Regions from separate parts of the Mus musculus genome. Here region 1 is linked to region 2. Evidence: chromatin contacts called from public promoter capture Hi-C data. All regions are on one chromosome and are shown on one strand. Each heading gives the region's core, a stretch centred on a gene start, on an enhancer-like site or on the middle of the called end of the contact. The rest is flanking DNA. Distances are from core to core; before and after follow the strand shown.

Region 1 (4,284 bases), core at 67-2,566, 230 kb after region 2:
AAAGTTCTTAAACTTAAAACTCTTAGAAGATGACTACATTGAAAGACTACGTTCAGCATGTATCCAATGATCTGTTGCATAGTTAGATGGTCAGTCATCTTTGACTTTTCAATTCCTGCTGAATTTCTGAGCTTTCTCACCTCTTAGTCTCATTAGAAGAACGTAGCATTTGGTCATACGCAAATACTCTGCAACCCAGTGGGTCTACCTCTGAGGGTCTCTGGGTCACAAGGATGATTTAGCTGTCACAGGGAGGGCAGCATCGCCATCTCAGCTCTGTGTCCACCAATCTCGGTAAAGCCCAGAGGATCTTTCTCCATGTTTCTTCATGGTTTGATAAGGAAATGAGGCTTGGTGAACATTTAGTGAAAGTTGGGATTAAGGCTCATAGTCAGTATTTGAAGGCTCCAGGAACTGAACTGTGATCTACTGACTCAGAAATAAGGCCTTTCACATTATCTACCTGTAATTCGGAGGATGCAGAGAAAGAAAACAAAAGTGAATCCCCAGGTTAAGATGTAGCAAATGGCACCAAACATCCGTGGCTCAACTCTTGTCATGCATGCTAATTAATAAATAGCACCTCTGAATACAAGTTTCTTCCAGATTAACAGGAGAGGGTCCCTGATAAATACTGTTCACTGACAGCAACTCGTTTTTTATTTCAGAACCTTTTAAGGAAGTTTGCTTGTAAAGGCAAGTCATTTTCCTAGGCAATGTACCCAGGTCCTAAACGAACACTGACTTAACAGAACCCTGCCTGGCCCTCAGTCGGTTACCTTGTGCTGTTGAGAGTGGACGTTCTAAACAAAAAGCTTCAACAGAAATTAACAGCAACTACAATGATATAGCAACATCTCCCACGGCTAGTGGCGTTTCCTCTGGAAAGGGATGTGGAAAGGGAGGTTGAAATTTTTTCTTAATCTGAAAAGAATTCTGTCCCCCCACCTCTCTACCCCTGTCTGTCTCTCTCCCGTTTCTGAGTCCTCTTCTTCTGGGTTCGAGTGCATTCTGACCATTATGCTTAGGTGGAAAGTTGAAAGACAGCAAACCTGCTACAGCCACCCAGAGCTACTGACGGGTGGGCGAGCAAAGTTCTAGGGCTGAGCGTTCCTTTCTCAGCTCCTTGGCCAGGCAGGCGCTCGCGGCTACCTGCCCTGCTTGGCGCCGCACTGAAGATTCGCCGCGGCGGAACAGTTGAGTCTCCATCTGGCTACCAACCCACCCGAGCTTTCTTCTCCTCCATCACCACCTTCCTGCCTCCCCCTCCTCCCCCTCCTTTCCGTCTTCCCTCTCCACCCCCGCCCCCAATCTCCTCCTCTTTTTCTCACTACAAGCGGTTGCTGATGCTGAAGCCGAGCGTCACTTCGGCTCCCACGGCAGACATGGCGACATTGACAGTGGTCCAGCCGCTTACTCTGGACAGAGGTAAGGGAGCGGCTGGTCCGTCAGGCCACACAGTCCGCACCGCTTCGCCCTCCGCCCTGCCCAGTCCCACAGGGAAGGCAGGATGCGCTCGGGCAGGGGCAGCTGGGGGAGGAGGATCAGCCCAGGAGGGTTTCGCGCCCGGAGCAGGACACTTTCTTCCCCTCTCTCCTCTCCTGGTCCCCGCTGCCCCTTCTTGCTGCGCTCTCCGGGGCGTAGGTGCTTGCCAGGGCTCGAATGTTTCAGCTGACAGTCTCGGTCCCTCGCCGGGTCGCCTCCGGGCCCCGGCTTTGTTGGAGAGGATGCGCCGGGACCGCTGAGCGCTGGTGACTGGAGGTTGAAGAGGGGCAGAGAAAGCTCTCCCAGCCAGAGCTTGCTAAGGGACCAGTGGGGAAGCTAGCTGCCAACTGCCGGCGCGGGGACCCGAAGGGAGGAAGTTTGTCCCCGCGCTGGAGATGAGGGGTCTGTGCAGCTGTTGTGACTGGGAGATCGCCCCAGGGCGGCAGGGCGCTTGGCTGGGAAGCTGGGTGCAAAGCCGCGGGACTGCCTGGCTAGGGCGCTGCCCTCGGGCGAAAGGGCAGAGCAGAGCTCGGGCAACCTTCGCTGGCTCAGGGACACCGCATCCGGAGCCGAGCCGGCTTGGCTCCAGCTTCCCGCTCGGAGCTGCGGCTCTGGTCTTGGTACTCCCTCAGCCTGCAGTTCCAGGGAGGTAGCAACTCCTGTCTCCTGCTCCAGCAAACCTTGTTCTTCACCAGTCAAGTGTACCTCAGTGCCTGGGCTGCAGAAGGCGCGGAGACAAAGCGCAGGCTGGGTAACTGTTTAACTTCTAGCCTGTGACCTGTGCGTCCTACTCTTTGGCTGAAACGGAAAGAGCTTTTGCTCAAACCTTTCCAAACCTTTCCAAACCTTTCTCTAGGATCGGGCCCTGCTGAGTGCACCCGAGTAGTACCTGGCGGTGGATGGGAGTTTCCTTTCTGCCTCACCAGGTCCAGTTAGTTATTAGGGCTCCAGAGTCCCCAGCTCTGCAGAGAGAGGGCACCTCTAGCTCTGGGTCCGCAGCGGCGGGGCTTAGGACCCGGTGCAGTCATTTGAAAATGCTGTGCTCAGAAGAAAATGATTTAGTCCTTGTCCCTCTAAAATTTCTCTTTCTGGAGGATTAAACTAGCGGCCCAGCAAAGCAAAAAGAGCATCGTACAGCGAGCACAGTGGCAAAGCTGGTAAACTGTATTTGAGGTTCTTAATGTGGAGAGATCTCTGGTGACTTTAACTCAATCTGTTGGTGCCAGAACGGATATTATGCGGTGCCCATAGCAACCTTACTTAGGGTAAGAGTTGAAAAATAATTGATTTTTATGTTGGGAAATGTTCGTTTACAGATTAATAAGAGTAAAGAGCTCAGAAGTCCGTCGTATAATCTATGATTTTAGTCCCAATATCATCTGTACTAAGCAGGATAAATCCATTGCTGGTAAGAGCCAAACAGATGGCAGGCTATTAAAAACGATGGGTTTCCCAAGTTATTTCTGTTTTAATGTGATGAGCTCTTCTATTGTCCCATTACTGAATTACAGTCATTAAACACCCCAAGTTTAACTATATTAAACAACCCAAGTTCTAACTATGTTAGATGCAAACACTCCAAGAAGACAACATACTCAAGCAAATTTACATCCCACCACTACTATTAGCAATGCAACTAGTCCACTTTGGGGAAGTTTATCTTAGCCCTTGGACACCCCAGTCAGCTATCTAGAGAAGACCAAGATTTAAAGTGTGTTCTTGTTTATATTCAGAGGGTACCTGTCCTTCTGTGATTAGATCTGTAGAGTAAGTAACAAAGGAAGCCCAGTCAGGTTATCTATGGGAACATCTGAATTATTGAACCACTGGCTTTAAGTGCTCTGTGTGTAAGAAGTCCGTGAAGTTATCTTCCCTCTAATTCACTATGATAGTACACCAAGTTAAGTAATTTTATTAGGTTGATGGAATATGTGATTCTAAGCTTTGTCCTGGTTTGGTTGGGCATTAGGACATGAAGGTCTGATAATTGTGAAGATGTGCAGTGTTAGCAGCCTGTAATTCGGTTAACCCAACTTAGGGCTCAGCGTTTGGCCACCTACTGGCGATTTTGGGTCACTCCAAGTTTCCAGAGTGCCATTTGATACGTTGGTGGCCCATGTTATACACTCTAAATTTGCTCACTCAAAAGCTTTTGGCTCCATCAAAGCCTTTATAATTTACAATCCTTCTTTCCTTTAGTCTCCCCCAATGTGTAAAGCTCCTTGAGGGACGAAGCCATTTCTTAACCCATCTTTGAATTTCTCATCATCCCTGACTTGTGATGGAGTATAAAGTCAATGTAGACTAGTGATAGTGAACTGAAGCTGGAGTAAATGGAGAACTGTTTGTTATACAGATTTCATACGGAACTGGGGTACAGTTATGAGGTTATGGCCCTGCAGAGCTAGCAAGGATGCTAGAAAGGAGCACGTAAGGCGGTGGCTATGAACCGTTCCCAGATTCACTTGGTGGATCTCTACCAGCCACACCTGTTTAGCAAGACTGGGTTTCTTTATGTAGTCCTTGCTGTCCTGGGACTTGCTTTGTAGACCAGGCTGGCCTTGAACTCAGAGATCTGCCTGCCTTTGCCTCCTGAGTGCTGGGATTAAAGGGAATGTGGCATCTCGGGCCTAAGGAGGATTGTAACTAGTGGGCAACAGGAAAGAAGGAAATGGGATTTGTGTCAGGAACTACCAAGTGCATCTTCTGCAATCAGAGGAGGTATGGTTAGGACTCCTGGTTCTTTTCTAGGATTTTCATTTACAGAAAAGAAACATTAATATTCTTAAGGCTATGCTA
Region 2 (3,867 bases), core at 574-3,073:
AGAAACTGGGCTAGAGATCACCTATGTTATGTTCTGGGAAATAATCTGGTTGCATTCTGCCTGTGCCATGAGAACTTTAGTGTGGCTAAATCCAAAAGCAAGGTTAATGTTCGGCAGAAGAAATCTCAAGGAAAACAGTATTAATGAATGCATGTCATGTTCTAAAGTACTTGTCTTTGTTTAGTGTCATTAAAGAGAAATCAACTGTTCTGCACTGATAGAACCGGTCTCCTAGTGGATAACATTCCACCCTTGCAAGGCTCCACCTATTGAAAATGGAAATCAATTTGAAAACATAGAGAGCCTAGACAGAGTACAACATAGGATGAAGTTTCCTGCTAAAAACAACTGTCAAAGATCTTAGGTCCAGTGAACATCAATGCAATCTTAGCTCAAGGGGGACAGACTCAAATCCCAAAGAGCAAAACAATCTAGACAGTGCTACATACATGGTATTTGATTACAGACATAAAAGATACAAGAGTGAGGGCGATAGGAAATCATGGAGCATATGCCAAAGGTTCTCCAACACCATGTGAAACAGGGCTGTTATTCTGTGCAAATTCCTGAGGTCACTGTGTAAAGCAATGATGATGAAGTCCAAGTTTCAACGGAGATACAAGGATGTGGGAGATGCCAAAACCATGGAGAGGCTGCCAAGAAAAGCTGGTTACACAAGTAGAGATGGCCCAAGTTCTACTTGCTTCAGGTGGCAGAGTTGCAGGAGTTAGCTAATCAGGGCATCTCAGGTGATTTCATCGAAATGTCTAGGTGCCTGGCATGGAGCTGCAGGATTCAGAATGTGTCCCCGCTGAATTTCAGTCTTTTTATTTCCCTTTTCCTTGCTCTGTCCCCATTTTCCCGTATAGAATTGGACTATTTATTCTGTGACATTGTATATAGGGACAAGGGAACATGTTTTTATTTTTAATTTTATAGAAGCTCAAAAATCAAGCAATTGTTCTCATTCTCAGAAGAGACGTAGTCTTTAGACTCTCCAACAGTATTAGTGTTGCTAAGGACTATAAGTTCTTTATGAGGGACTGAATTTATTTTACACAATGATATGATCAGAAGCTTAAGGGTACAAGGAGTAGAGGTTAATGGCTGGAAAATTGTCCACTGGGGAGCTGGGCTGATGGCTTAGTGGGGGAAGTATTTGCCATGTATACATGAAGGCCTCAGTTTAGATAGGTAGAACTCAGGGAAAGTTCTTTTAAATAGTGTATGGCTGTAATCAGAGTGTCCTACAGAAATGGAGGGTAGAGATATGAGAATCTAGAGCAGTAAATGAGGGGCATATCTCAACAAAGTGGATGACAAGAACCAATATCTTCAGTTATCCTCTGACCACACATACCCAGTGGCATGTACATGCCCCCCCCCATACACAGTCTCTCTCTCTCTCTCTCTCTCTCTCTCTCTCTCTCACACACACACACACACACACACACACACACTGTGGATAAAACATAACTAACTGCCTCAAAATTTTGCTTTCCTGACTTCTCTATCTTGATGGATGGAAGCCTTGAACTGTGAATCAGAGTGTGCACTAAATTGCCTTCTTTAAGCTTTATATTTTCTTTTGGTTTGGTTTTGTGTTTTCTTTTCATTTCGGTTTTTTGGGGGAGGGGGATCAGGAATTTTATAGCAGCAATAAGAAGACCAAATAATATGAGGCTTTGGCAGCTTTGCCAAGTCACATGTTGGGACATGGGCTTTATGAAGAAGGTTCTAGCAGATCTAAACGATTTAGGCTGGCATGCAAACCAGGTATCTAAAGTGCCGAAGCAATTGGGAAAGAGAATGGTGACCAAAAGTTAAAACAAACAAAAGAAGTCAGTCCAAGTGAGTGGAAAAAAAAATGTCGCAAGATCTGGGTCCAGCCAGATGAGCTAGGGGAAAAAAAAACAAAAAAAACAAAAACAGAAACAGAAAACCAGGTGCTAAGCTAGTTACATCAGGATTGATTGAACTCTTAGGCAACGAATAATGGGAGATCCACGTGATAAAATTATCTAAGTAAAATTAATTTTAAAAAATTGAGCTTGTGCTAGGAGTTGGTGGTTAAAGTTTACATTTTCTCTCTTTAAAGTTTTTCTCATTAACGTTTCTCATTTAAAGTTTCTCTCATTAAAGTTTACATTTTCTCTCTTGCAAAACCAGTGCACTGGGTGTAGTAGAGATTTCCACTCTGTCCAGGAATCTTTCAGTAGCAGGTGTAGCTCATTGAAAGTCAAGGGCTATGGAACTTCTCCAGAACTTACTGATAAGTTCTTGGAAGCCCTCTCCATTGGCAAGCAACCAGAACATGGCCCTACTCTGTCTTTGACATAAACCAGGCCCAAATATACAATCTGACCCCCATCAAGGATGTCTGGTTTGGGGATATGCATAGTGGCAACAATACAGAAATAACCCAAGATCTGAATGCCAGATGACTGACGGAAATTAATTGTGGATAGTAGAGGGTGAATGACTAGATAGCTTATCAATGGCAAATGTCATTCATTGGGTGAAATAAATGATACAAACCATGGGAATATCTCCATACTGTATTGAATGGTGATAATATTTATTTTTCGTGTCCCTTTAACCATTTAAGACCAATGGACAATGGCATAAAAGAGACAACACTGCCCAACATGTGTAAAATTAGGTTTCACTATATTATTCTAATTTTTAATGTTTGGGAACATTTGTAATTACAGTATAGACAGCATTTAAGGAGATTGAAAGAAATATTCTGTATAGAAAATTTATAGAATACAAGTGTTCTCGCTCTCTCTCTCTCATACACACATACACACACTTTTTTAAAATCCCTTGCTAGAGAAGGATTTCTATCCAAGTTAGCTCAATAAACTATTAAAGGTTTTGACTGATGTAATTCTATTTTAGAATTAGAGAGTAGGTCCCTAATGCTAAGAACTTCACATGTTTTAGTTATAGGACATGGAGAAATCAAGATGAGATTACAGTGTAAGGTCCTTCTCCTTTGAATGGCTTTTGTGATATTATGCACACCATTATAGGGGTAAATTGTCACCCATGCTCTGCTTGGTATGGAACATGCATACTAGACTACCAATATGACAGGCCACTATGTGTCCTTTGGCATGACTGTTATAAGTTCAAACAACTGTTTTCTGATTCAATTTTAGGATCTTTGTACTGAGGAATTTATTCTTAATACTGTAGCCTGAGACAAAGAACTATGCCTGTGGAGGTCAGGACCCAGAAAGGAAATCATCACTATTATTTTGTTAAATGGATGTGAGGTGCCTGTTAATTGCTGTCTAAATATTTGATTTTTATACATAGATCATTAAACATTGGTTGGTTGTGAAGGGAAAATTATTTCTCCAATAGATGGTGATTACTGCAATTTCATAACAAGTCATGTTCCCGAGAATAAGTGACTATTACCATAGCATTGTGGCCCAATACTCCACCACACATGAAATAAAATAACCAGACTAAATATAGCAAACCCTGTAAGACTCAGGGAACATGATGGAAAAGCAAGTGGAAAAAAAAAAAAAAAAACGCAAGAGAATCGGTAGGGGCCAAAGAGCTTTACAGCTGTTTCCTCCAAATTGACATATTCCCTATGGTAGAGAGATGAGGTTCATAGAGTGTGGGAACTTAATGAAATATACAAAGCTTGGAAAGACCCGGATGTTAAATGATTTGCAACACACCATCGCTGAGGTGGTAGAAGAACTCTAATGAATTGCTAGAGAAGTGAAAAGTCTCTGACAGAATTCCTAGGAAGTAGATGGGGAGCTTCCATGGATACAGCTTTTGTCTCATGCTGAGATGATCAGTGTGGTGATGCAGCGACCTCTGCGTCACCACGCT

Evidence for each region. Promoter capture Hi-C pulls out the DNA fragments that hold promoters and counts their contacts.
Region 1: a promoter capture Hi-C map of liver shows a contact between it and region 2, with 3 times the contacts expected there. The contact joins the promoter of Lin7a here to the enhancer-like site in region 2. A contact is called at or near these places in 3 of 39 promoter capture datasets (hippocampal neurons and liver), 3 of 484 Hi-C or Micro-C datasets (cortical neurons and liver) and 2 of 115 datasets of contacts at active chromatin or transcription factors (forebrain and hepatocytes).

The regions. Positions count from the first base shown.
Region 1 is chr10:107,270,515-107,274,798 of GRCm38.p6, forward strand. Lin7a (lin-7 homolog A (C. elegans)) reads left to right here and starts at 1,317. Exons shown (of 6, transcript NM_001039354.1): 1 at 1,317-1,428. The coding sequence starts at 1,347.
Region 2 is chr10:107,038,763-107,042,629 of GRCm38.p6, forward strand. All of the region lies in intron 5 of Acss3 (acyl-CoA synthetase short-chain family member 3), which reads right to left. Among named protein-coding and RNA genes, the nearest start is that of Acss3, 83 kb to the right of the region's middle. Within about 2 kb of position 1,824, at least 6 of the 459 cell types and tissues checked have an H3K27ac peak or open chromatin away from gene starts, as enhancers often do. A contact at or near this core is called in hepatocytes and liver, where this site is marked.